Linked DNA regions of Mus musculus: region 1 is linked to region 2. A link is a contact called in public Hi-C data. All regions are on one chromosome and are shown on one strand. The core of a region is the stretch at or near the end of the contact, and the rest is flanking DNA. Distances in the headings are between cores, read along the strand shown.

Region 1 (5,865 bases), core at 1,156-3,655, 64 kb after region 2:
GAACAAAGAACCAAAAAATAGAACTCCAGACCCAGCACCAGATCAGGTCTTGATCACAGAAGACTCATATGGGTAAGAACGAAGTTGGTTGTACCCAGAATGTAGGATGTTTTGGGTAACAGTTATGATAGCTCACCAAATGGTGTTCAGAGGGACGCTGTGTTTGTGCATCACAGATAGAGAAATGGAAGTGTGACATGGAGCCTCTGCTGTGTTGGGTCCTGTGTGACCCAGATGGCAGAGAACTATGGCTGGATTTCTCCTTATGAGTCAGCAAAAGCTGCATGGGATCTGAGCTCCCCCATGCCTTTGCTTTTCTGTCCTTTAAAGATTCAGAGTTGGCCAGGGAAAGTATTTACAAGTATGTTCTGGCCAAGGTGTGCCCTCAGTCACTGGAGACACCTTGAGAAATGAAGACCAGTCTGCAGCTGACTCATTCTCAAGCCCTGCATGGGGTCATGTTGGCACCAACCATGGCTGAGCCCATCAATACCTCAGGCTGCTATCAGACCTCTCTGATTAAGAAGCAAGGTGCCCCAGCATACACTCTCGTGATTGTACAGTGCTTTGGGGTAAGGCTATGCTTTTGTTGGAATTAACATGCCATTAAGGGATACGGCCACTTTGAGAAGGTGTACTCTGTGGGGTTAGAGCTAATATGGGCACATGTACTCTGAAGCTAGGGCTAACTGGGTCAGCCACACTAGCTGGCCAGCAAGCCTCGGGGTTCTCTCTCCATTCTGAGAGCTGCCTTCTTAGAGGTGCTTATGAAGCTCAGGAAGCCATGGACCCTAGTCCTCTATAGACAGACAGTAACTCTGTTCCTGATAGCTGCTATCTGCTGTGCTGGGTAACCTTGATGACGTCATCATGCACATGCAAGGGGCGCCCTGAAATGAAGCTCACAGAATGGAATTTTCAGGTCAGACTGAATCGGGAGACAGTATAAGCCTTAGAGAAAGTATTTGCCTTTTTTGGACCCTGTTTTATTATTTGTAAATTAGAGGGTCTGCCTTGGGTGCCCTGTAAGCTTTTTTCATCTTGGGGGTCCCTGAGAATCAGAACCTTCTGTTTTCAAGGACTTTCGTAAAAATGGTGACCCGGACCTTGTGATTTGCCCATATTCACAATGTCCCTGAGCCTAGGCCATCACAGCCAGCTAGGAGCCAAAACTAGTTCTGTGCAGAACCAATAGAGCAAAACTCGAAGAGACAAGGCCAAGGGCCAGGCATGATCTCATTTGTCCTCAAGTGGCATCTTTGTTGTTTTGGCCTCTTTAAAGGTAGCTGCTTTGCAGGTTCCATGGTAGGGGAATGTGACTGTGTTTTTCCTTTATTTACAGAACTGAGGAAAGTGGAGGGATGCATGCTCTTAAGGTAGACACGGGGAGGAATTAGAACCCTGGGGGATGAGGATATTAATGGGACGTTCAGCAGATTGACAAGCACCCACTGCATGTTTTATTGGTACGATGAATAAAACCAAGGTGATTTGAAGATTTTTGCCTTTTTCAAATGTAGAAATTATGTGGCAATTAGGGTTAATCTGAGAATAACTCCAACCATGGGTCAAGACTTGGTCATGTAAGACCTGATATTCTCTGCTATTGTTGATCATATTTGGGGGTCATATTTTACCTGTGACAGACCATGGAGATAATTAAAATCTCACTTGTTCCAAGATGAGGAAATGAAAAACAGAAATGGAGAGAAAGGGATCTGGAAAAAATCTCTGCAGAATTTTTATCCAGCATGCACAGTGCCTGGATTTGATATCCAGCAACATATAAAACTGGGCATGGTAGTGCACACCTATAATCCTAGCATTCGGGAGGTGGAAGCTGGGAAATTCAAAGTTCAAAGTTATTCTTGGCTATATAATGAATTTGAGGCCAACCTGGGGTACATGAGACTGTGTCTTGATCTTTTAAATTAATGATAAAAAAATGGAAGAATGATACATTCATCTAGACCTAGGTACTGGATGTGGTCTTGAAGTGATTGGAGCAGTAGACTGGGCATTAGAGCAGGTGGAAGGAAACATCCGAGTCTTCAGTTCCCAGTAGCACTCTCGGGGGTCCAGCAGCACAAAGATGGAGGGGTTAGTCAGGATCACTGGCAGGCAAATGTCCAGGCAGACAGATTCAGGAACCTCTGATGAAGTGAAAAAAATTGGTGAGGGATCTAATCTTAGAAGACCTGAGTGTCCCTAGGCAGGTTGCTGAGACAGACTTAGGCATAAGTAAGGACAGAGGCACTCAGTAGGGACAAGGCAGTCATGCAGCTGTCAGAACTGAGTCAGAGCAGAGGTGATTTGATTTCAAGCAGCACATCCCTTATCATCATTTTTGGCTCTAGGGACTTGGCTCTTAAACTTGTTGGCCAGAACCTACTCCAGAGCAGGGAGAAGGGAAGTGGAACTCCTACATGAATTAGATTATTACCTCCTACATAAATTCCTCTCAGGCCCTTCCCTACTCCCCCTGAAGCCCCATCAGCATCCTTGTTCAGGACCCCATGTGTTCTAGGACTCAGTCAAAAGTCTTAAATCATCCCTGTCCGACCATTCTTCACTGGCAGCCTTATGGACCATATCCCAAGCTCATTGAATTTTCTGGCTACAGTGGTCTGGGTCTTCCTACATCAATTAGTGTAATCAAGACAAATGGTTGGACCTGGAGGGCATCATCCTGAGTGAGGTAACACAATCACAAAAGAACTCAAATTATATGTACTCACTGATAAGTGGATATTAGCCCAGAAACAGTATACCCAAGATATAAAAGACAATTTGTAAAACACATGAAACTGAAGAAGAATGAAGACTAAAGTGTGGACACTTTGCCCCTTCTTAGAATTGGAAACAATCACCCATGGAAGGAGTTACAGAGACAAAGTTTGGAGCTGAGATGAAAGGATGGACCATCTAGAGACTGCCATATCCAGGGATCCATCCCATAATTAGCCTCCAAACGATGACACCTTTGCATACACTAGCAAGCGTTTGCTGAAAGGACACTGATATAGCTGTCTCTTGTGAGACTAGGCAGGGGCCTAGCAAACACATAAGTGGATGCTCACAGTCAGCTATTGGATGGATCACAGGGCTCCCAATAGAGGAGCTAGAGAAAGTATCCAAGGAGCTAAAGAGATCTGCAACCCTGTAGGTGCAACAACATTATGAACTAACCAGTACCCCGGAGCTCTTGACTCTAGCTGCATATGTATCAAAAGATGGCCTAGTCGGCCATCACTGGAAAGAGAGGCCCATTGGACATGCAAACTTTATATTCCCTAGTACAGGGGAACACCAGGGCCAAAAAGTGGGAATGGGTGGGTAGGGGAGTGGGGGGGGGAGGGCATGGGGGGACTTTGGGGATAGCATTGGAAATGTAATTGAGAAAAATACGTAATAAAAAAATATTAAAAAAAAAGACAATTTCCATGGTGGCCAAGTATACTCTGATATGTTTAATAGGCACCTCAGTCATTTGTTGCCCTGGGTTTGAGATCTAACAAGTCTGAGTTACCACATTCAGTTAATTAGTCTTTTCCTTGTCAATTTAACTCAAGTAGAGCTTTCAGGAAATTGTGACACAGCATCTCAGCATACACAAGTGTGCTTGTCACTTCTATACACACGCCCACCTCAGTGCCTGATTCACCTGCCCAGCCACAAATCACCCTCTGATACCAGATTTCCTCATCATCTATTTCTATGGCAAACAGGCGAACTGTCATCCTGAGTCTCCTATACAAGCAGGAACATCCACTCCTCTGCCTTCCTGGGACTAGAGAGCGGGATGGAAGCTGAGGGCAATTTGGAACCTGATTGAGATCTGACAGCAACCTGTCACTGCTGATGGCATACAAGCTAGCAGGCCCTAGGTGCCCTCCCTACCATGGCCCTCAAGTGGCAGTACTACATGCTCCCAGCAATCTTAAGAGGTTAGCATCCTGAGTGAGGATAATGAATTCACACCAGGCTTCCTGTGAGTCAGCCACTGTCCCAAATACCTCACTCAGCTGCTGTCATCCTTGAAGCAGCCATGTGAGGTTGTTAGTCTTACTGTTTCCATTTAGCAAACGAAGAAACTGAGGCAGAGAAACCCGTGCCTCCTGTGAGGTCATACTGAGTGAGTCACCACCACAAGCTCTTCAGACTTCACTTGACTCCCAATGTTTTAATTTCAACCGGAGATGGTGGCTCTATTCTTCTGTTCCCTACTCTGACCTCATCCAGAAGCCTGCCTAATGTCCACTAGAGGCAAAACAGTTGCCTGCTGACTCTTCTCTGTCATTGTAGCCCATTCAACCTTGAGTAGGCTAGAGTGCACACATCCTTGCCCCTTCACATGAGGTGATGTTGACATTGTGCTCTGCTGCCTACGTAACTATTAGGTAGACAGAGGTCAGAAGTTTGGGGCAATGTGGGCTCAAGACAGATGAGTTCATGGCTGTAAGTCCAAAGAACTTCATTTTCCTGTATTCTGCCGGACACAGACTGGGCCAGATAACCAATGTTATTAAAGGAGAAGCAAGGTACCCAGACCATGAGTCTGACAAACTGAAATTGGTGAGTACAAAAGCTAGGAGATGGGGTGCATATATGCCTATGGTGCCAGGATTTATGTGTAAAAAATGTGTTGTGCTTTAGTCTCTGTAGTAGGTAAACAGGGAAGAGAACCTGAGGCCATTTCCTATCATTTATCTTCCTTCTCTTTTTTTTTCCCTGGTCTACACTATCACTTCCTCTCTGTCCTCCAACATTGCATCTTCTGTTAATATGTCTGGAAACTCTTTGCTCTTGTACATTGGAATACTGAGGCCAGAAACACCAAGGCATTCTTGAATGGTAGAAAGTATCAAAAAGTATAGCCTCAAATGGTCTGTGGAAGCATAAGTCCTTTGCTGTTAGGAACTCACAGCTCTCTTGTCTTGATTCTTTCGTCTGCTGATTCAGAACCAAGCCCCTAAAATGAAAAGTTTTTTTTTTAACTCAGTTTTTAACTGAGTCTAGTTAGGCTCTTTTATTCTGTATCCCAGTTCTGATAAGGAGAAAAAAAATCCAAGTAGAGGAGGCCTGGAATGTCATGAAGAGGAATTGGAGATCTGGGTGTGTTGTAGTGGCTCATGACCTGCTAAATCCATGTCATGTGTAGATTTTCCCTATGTCTAACACCTTTGATTCTCCTTTAAGGATGATTCCATGATACTGCAGGGAAATGTGTGACAGAGTCTCTTATAGACTCACATGTGCTTTCATGGCTATGCATAAACACATATGTTCTCTCTCTCACACACATACACTACATACATATGCACTATATACATATACACACTCACAAACATGCTACATTCTACACACTTATACTCACACACTTTCACATACACCACACACAATACATACAAACATACTACACACACCCTACACATTATGCACATACACTACACACTATACCTACATCATACTCATATACACACACACAACAAACTACACACATACACACTAAATACTACACACATACACACTACACACACTAGATACCACACACTCATCACATACACTACATACACACTACACATACAGCACATACACTACACAGCACACGTACTACATATCCACTCCACAAACATACATACTACACATACACACTATGCACTATACATCACACCCATACTACACACCCTACACTACATACCAGACACTACACACATATATCATATGCACACCAGACACACACACCACTTACTACACACCACACACATACTATACACCACACACTATACATGAGATACTACACACACACCACATATACACCACACATGCACTACACACCATATACATATACACTCCAAACACCCA
Region 2 (6,417 bases), core at 209-2,708:
AGACATGCTGGGAACCTCCAACGAAAGTCTGGGAAAGCAGAGAACTGGGAAAGCAAAGGATACTCGCTTGTTTTCTTGGTAAACACGAGACAATGCCCTTTAGGTGTTAGATCTCAACTGCAGGGAAAGCTGACCAGCCAGCACGGATCCCACCAGTCCCCAGGTATTTACCGCGCAGCAGACAACTTTCAGCACCCCGGACAGCGGCACACCATCCCAACTCTAGCCAGCTCTTCAACCTGTCCCCAGCTCTCAGAGGCAGATTATCCCTGCAACCCTTAGTTACTCTGGCCAGTTACTGCCTCTGCCACGCAGGCGAACATCCTTTGAGTCTCTCAACTCAAGCTCTCAATGAACCGAGTTTCGCACACGTAGCGGAATCACTATCAAGAAGAGACGACAGCCTGTGCTGCTTCCACCTTCCCTCATCTTTCTTCTGTAAGTCATTTGACAGCTTCTACCTTACAGTTTGATCATGATGTAAAATGCACACTTGGCGGGGGAGGAGGGTGACTCAGTGGAGACAGAAGGCTTGGGGCCACGCCACCCTACTCTGGCCCTCAGAATTTGTGGGAAACTGAGATGTGTTTTGGGGCTGGGAAAAAGGCCCCAAAGAGGCGAAGCAGTGCGTGCGAGAGTCCTCTCGAGAGCCGCGGGCTCCGGGCAGGAACCTACCCAGATAGCTCTCCCGTCACATCCTCCTCACTGCACGGTCTCCCGCTTGGCCGGGGACAGATGGTCCTCGTGGCGCACCAGCCTAGTCGGGGCGCAGGGCTCCATTGGAGTCCCTTTGAAGAGTTTTGCTCTGGTTAAAGGACAGATTCATGTCCCCGCCTTCCTCTGGGACTGCGGCCCGGAAAACACCTCTCCTTTTTCCAAGGGCTCAATCCCAGGCCAAGAGCCCAGTTGCCCCCGTCAGGTGCGTGGATAGGCTTGGAGGACAGGACGGGCCCCGCGACTGCGGAGACCTGGGAGGCCCACACTGTCATCCCCAGCATCTTAGCCTCTCGCTCCCGCCGCAGCGGAGGCTGCGCCAGCCCGCGCTCCGCCTGCCGGCTCCCGCGAGTCCCCTCATCGAGGATGCTACCGGGGGACCCATTCCCAGTGGAAGCCCGCGCGACCCTGACCTCGCTCCTTGGTCTTTCCAGAGATCCCCTTCCCGTAGGTCGCCCTCAACCTCCGCGCCATGTTCCCGCTTCCACCCTGCAGGTGTCTGGGGCTCCCTGGTTCATCTTAGTCTCCGGGGTCCAGCTGGGAAGCCCGGGGCCGCGCTGGGGGCACAGACTGTGGTGAAGAGGGCATCCACTCACCAGAGGGGCTGGAGGTGATGGCCTGAACTGGATGCTAATGTCCGGCGGTCTGCACTTAGAGCTGAGATGAGGGCGGTGGTAGTGATAAAGGAAGGCAGGAGACAGCGGACGTTGCTGAATCGCTCTTCAATTATTCAGATTGAAACCCCTCCGCACCCCTCCCGCGCCTGCCAGTTTGCTCTCCAGCTTGCCTATCTCCGCCTCCTTGTAATCACGTGGCTAACCCAGCCCTTTCCATTACCGAGTCCTAGCACCACTCCCGCCGCCCCTTCCCGCACCCCCCCGCCCCCCCACCCCGCCCCCCGGGTCTGTCACTCACTACACCTCACCCGCCTTCCAGGTGCGGCCTCCAGCCTCTGCTACCTTTCTGGTGCTTGGAGCAGAGGAGCCCGGGCAGTTCTATGCTCTGGGAAGGCAGGGTGGGGTAGGACTCTGCAGTGTCGCTGTACTGTTTGGGCTGGCTTCTGCCAACAGCTCCACCTCTCCTGGATTCAGCTACCCAGCCAGGCCTGCTTCCTGCTCGCTGGAAGCTACCCCACTACCTCCTTGAGGTGGTCTTGGTACTCTTAACTTTTCCCCCTCCACCTCACTGTCACTGTAAACAAGGGATGGGGAGGTTAGTCTCTCTCTCAGCTCTCAAAGAAGACAAGACCAAAAGCTCAAATAGATCCAGCTTAGTTTAGAGTCCACAACATTTCATGGATTTGAGGTTTCTGAAGATCTACAAGGATTTTCAATCTATGACTTGTAGCATTTAACGTCTTGCTTTTTCTTCCCTTGTCTGTGAAATGAACATCTCCTAGGACTGTAGAGAGAGTTGACATGCTCTTGAAGTTGCCTAACTCAGTGCTAGACACACGCAGAGATCGGTAAGTGAGAGTCTTTCTCTTGCCTCTATTAAAATAATAATACATTTCAGAAAACAAGAAGCATGTTATTTATGTATGTGTTAGTGGAATGGAGCTGATGCCATGTAAACCTCTTCTATGAGAAATAAAAGTTACTAAGTTTGTTGTGTTCAGGGAGATTACTGGCTGGCTGCTGTCTTTTCACGTAGGGCAAGTTCACATCTAAGTACGTCCAATCATGGCCCGGACAGTCCTGGTACATTCACCATTCATGCTCAACACTCCCTTGAGCCTACAGGAGCCTTGGTGAGCCATCACTATGACTTAAGCCTTTAACTAGTTGTTCATAGTATTTCTGACTTCTTTGGATGCCCACAAAGCTGTGAGATGTTGCAGAAAAAGGGTAAGGTTAAAGAGTCAGAATTTGGGATGTTGAAGCAGGCTGTTCAGGGGACACATGTAATCCTTGACTGATCGCCTGAGGCCTCGGAGTTTTATCTTAAAAATGGGCAGAGAATGTCTACTCTCTGAGACAGTTTTGTTGTTCAGATGAACTAATCGTTAGCCTATGAGAAGCTATAGTGGTAAAGCATAAACAAATACATAATAAACCTGTGGCCAGCAGGAGGTGTTGCCCGTGTTAGTCCAGGTATATTACGGGTTTAGGAGAGGGAAGCTGGGGTTTGTTAGGGGACAGCTACTGAGAAATCCCCAAGTTTACAAGTGTACCTGAAACTCAAGGGCTATGCAGGTCTCAGAGATTAGTGCCACACTCCTCTGAGATGGATCTTTTAAAATTAATCTCTCCTCATCCAGGACCATCTTTTGGATGCCAGGCAGAATCTCAGCAGTGGATATTTACGAATTGGTGTAATTTTGTGCCGTATTTCAGCATAACAGGGTTTAGGTTGGTAATCTAAAAAAACAGATGGGGGAGGGCTGGAGAGGTGGTTCAGAGATTAAGAGCACTGACTGCTCTTCTGAAGGTCCTGAGTTCAAATCTCAGCAACCACATGGTGGCTCACAACCATCTGTAATGAGATCTGATCTCCCTCTTCTGGGGTGTCTGAAGACAGCTACAGTGTACTTACATATAATAAATTAATTAATTAAAAAAGAAAGATCAGTCAGTTCCAAACCCCAAACATTCCTAGTCCAAGAGCAGGAATAGACCTTCGCTGATATTGGAAAAGTGATAACTGTTTTCTAATCCACTGCTAACAAACCCAGCACAACCCTGACACAAACCAGAGAATCTGCTACCCTTAAGCAAATTCCAACCCCAAGTCCTGGCACACTTCCTTAATAAGCTTTAGATATCTATCTAGGCCTTCCATATTTTTTAGGGAAACCATTGATCCAGGAGCCATCAATGTTCCTGCACATGCTACTTTAAAATTTGTCTAGGTGAAGTGCTGCCTCTGACACCCTACCTGTACTGGTTGGTTGTATGTGTCAACTTGACACAGCTGGAGTTATCACAGAGAAAGAAGCTTCAGATGAGGAAATGCCTCCATGAGATCCAGCTGCAAGGCATTTTCTCAATTAGTGATCAAGGGGGAAAGGCCCCTTGTGGGTGGGACCATCTCTGGGCTGGTAGTCTTGGTTCTATAAGAGAGCAGGCTGTGCAAGCCAGGGGAAGCAAGCCAGTAAGGAACATCCCTCCATGGCCTCTGCATCAGCTCCTGCTTTCTGACCTGCTTGAGTTCCAGTAATGACTTCCTTGGTGATGAACAGCAGTATGGAAGTGTAAGCTGAATAAACCCTTTCCTCTCCAACCTGCTTCTTGGTCCTGATGTTTGTGCAGGAATAGAAACCCGGACTAAGACACTACCCATCCCTGCAATGCTATCAGGAAACACATAGAAGAATAAGCATGGGGTCACTTAATTTGACCTTAAACATTAATGCCTTTATGAGCAATTAGATGGGTAAGTATGCATTTTAGAAGATTTGAGATGCCTTTACAGTAATCATGTAGGACTCTGATTAGGGCCAAATCAGTTCTGAATGCCCAAGATAGCTTTACCCAGCAAAGGGCAGGAGAGGGAAACTAAGGGCCAGATCTTGCACAGATTGCAACTCAAAGTCACACTTTAACATGATTTCTTGATAAGGTCCCTCTCACCTCCTTCTTTAATGAAAAGTTCCTGGTGAATACCAACCTTATCAGAAGCCCCTGACATTATTGGAAAGGAAATAGTGCCAAATATTTAGAGCCATGCATGACAGTAAGGATCAGTATACTTCACACTATCAAACTAATAAACGGTGATATTTTTAATTAAATCTGGACAGGTCACATATTATTATTTATTAGTTTCCTTGTCCCAGCAAATGGACTATGTAGAAATATTGATTAACTTGTTGAATACATATTTGAGATACTCAGGATGTTGCCATCAATAATGCAGAGCAGATTGCTGATCTCTGGTGTTGAAGCTGTGGAGATCAGTACCCTGATGAGAATAGGGTCCTGGGGGCCCTCTTCAGCTTAATGATGGAGAATGGATACACACAAATATGAGCAAAGAACATCTTACCCTTTTGCTAGGACTGTTTATCTGCAGGGCCATCAATGACATCCCTCTGATTGAACTACTTTAATGAATGATAGCTCGACTAGGGAGGGATTGGCCGGAGGCTTTAAGACAATGATTTGATATTGTCTCCTGGTTCATGAAGGTGAATGTCTTAAGCTTTTGTTTTTGTTTTCCCCTAGAAGATTTCCAAGCTCGATGGTGGTCTTATCTCTTGCCTCTGACAGATTCAAAGACTAAGAAGTCCAAGGCACTATATCGCCCTGGCCAGACAGAGGCTGATGTGGAGCCCTTTGGCGGGTAGCAGTGCTTCTGGGTTGAGGAAGATAAAAAGGAAGGCACGGTTGAAACTCAACATATGTCAGGTCACCTTGAAGGTGTGCTAAAAAAATAACCCTGGCCTGAAGAGAAAGCTCAGCTCCTCACGTGCCTGCTACATGGCTATAAAGACCTGTGTATAGATTTTCAGCACCCACGGTAATGACACGTGTGTACCTGTATCTGCAGTACTGGAAGAGGGCAGTGCAGACAGACCAGATTCAGTGAGGAATACTATTTAAAAAATAGCTATCTAGGAAAGACACCTGGCGTTGATTTCTGGTGTTTCCACTTGTACACTTGCCTGTACACACATCCATGCTAAATAGACATGTACAATAGATGTGTACAATACAACTCTTCCTGTACATACAGTTTTAAACAAAGGAAATCAATAATCCTGATATCATTTGGACTGGATATTTACCAATCTTCAAATTCTATACTAGATATTTAAATTCCAAAAGTAAGTTCTGAACATGCCCACCTCATCCCCAAATGTATAATAAATAGAGTACTGTCCTGACCCTCAGCCCTTTCAGAGTATATAAAATTGTTTAATGAGTGATGCTGGGTAAAGAGGTCAGAGGTCAGAAATGCCAAAGTAATGATTCCTTAGCCTGGAAGGAAAGTTCAAGGCCACTACATGTCACTACGTGTTCTCTGTAAGTACAGTTCTTCCTATTGATCTGTTGGAACATTTTCCCTTCACTACCTTATCTAGAAAACTGGTATTGGTTGTCATGAACAAAAGATAACCATTGAAGTTAAAATATAACAATACTGTTATAATCAGCCTGTTCACCTCTGACTCTCCCAGAATCTGAGGCTAGCTAAGTCCATTTTCTTGTTAAAATGGGTACTAGCAATTGTAGGTGAGATGATAAAGATGCACTGGCCTCAAATCGATATTTTCTTCATAGGATAATCAGATGGATTGACAAATAAGTACAAAAAGAACAACTTGGAACTCTGCAGTCATTAATGTCAAGTCCAACTCCCATGGAATCAGTGTCCTCCAGCTTTGATGTGCACAAGAAATATCTGGGTGTCATAAGAAGAACTTTGTCTACTTCTCCTGAGACAGGGTTTCTCATTGGTCTGGAACTCACCAATTAAGCTAGATTGGTTGAAAGTGATCCGTTGGGATCCTCCTATCTCTAGTGCCCCAGTGCTGGGATTACACAGGTGTACCACTACGCCTGGCTTTTGTCAGTGTTTTAGGAATTGAACTTTAGTCCTCATGTATGTAAAGTTCAAGGTTCAAGGTTCACATTTCATACCCCAGTTCTTTCCCCTCAAAAGATCCATTAAATTGCAATTTAATGATTTTGGGGGAGTGCTTAAAACAAACAAACCAACCAACAAACAAATAAGCTAAAGTCCTTAAAAACTATCAAC

The links. Hi-C and Micro-C count contacts between places; a contact is called where the count stands out from the background.
Region 1: a contact with region 2 is called in a Hi-C map of the N1E-115 cell line, with 1.6 times the contacts expected there. The contact joins the enhancer-like site here to the promoter of Slc7a14 in region 2. A contact is called at or near these places in 3 of 39 promoter capture datasets (the 3T3-L1 cell line and embryonic stem cells), 2 of 484 Hi-C or Micro-C datasets (the N1E-115 cell line and nephron progenitors), 1 of 115 datasets of contacts at active chromatin or transcription factors (embryonic stem cells) and 1 of 9 other capture datasets (liver).

The regions. Positions count from the first base shown.
Region 1 is chr3:31,371,901-31,377,765 of GRCm38.p6, forward strand. No RefSeq gene overlaps it. Among named protein-coding and RNA genes, the nearest start is that of Slc7a14, 65 kb to the left of the region's middle. Within about 2 kb of position 2,406, at least 5 of the 459 cell types and tissues checked have an H3K27ac peak or open chromatin away from gene starts, as enhancers often do. A contact at or near this core is called in the N1E-115 cell line, where this site is marked.
Region 2 is chr3:31,308,861-31,315,277 of GRCm38.p6, forward strand. Slc7a14 (solute carrier family 7 (cationic amino acid transporter, y+ system), member 14) reads right to left here and starts at 1,459. Exons shown (of 8, transcript NM_172861.3): 1 at 1,311-1,459. It overlaps Gm15496 (a long non-coding RNA gene), which reads left to right. Exons shown (of 3, transcript XR_880740.3): 1 at 1-438; 2 at 2,114-2,179; 3 at 4,881-6,417.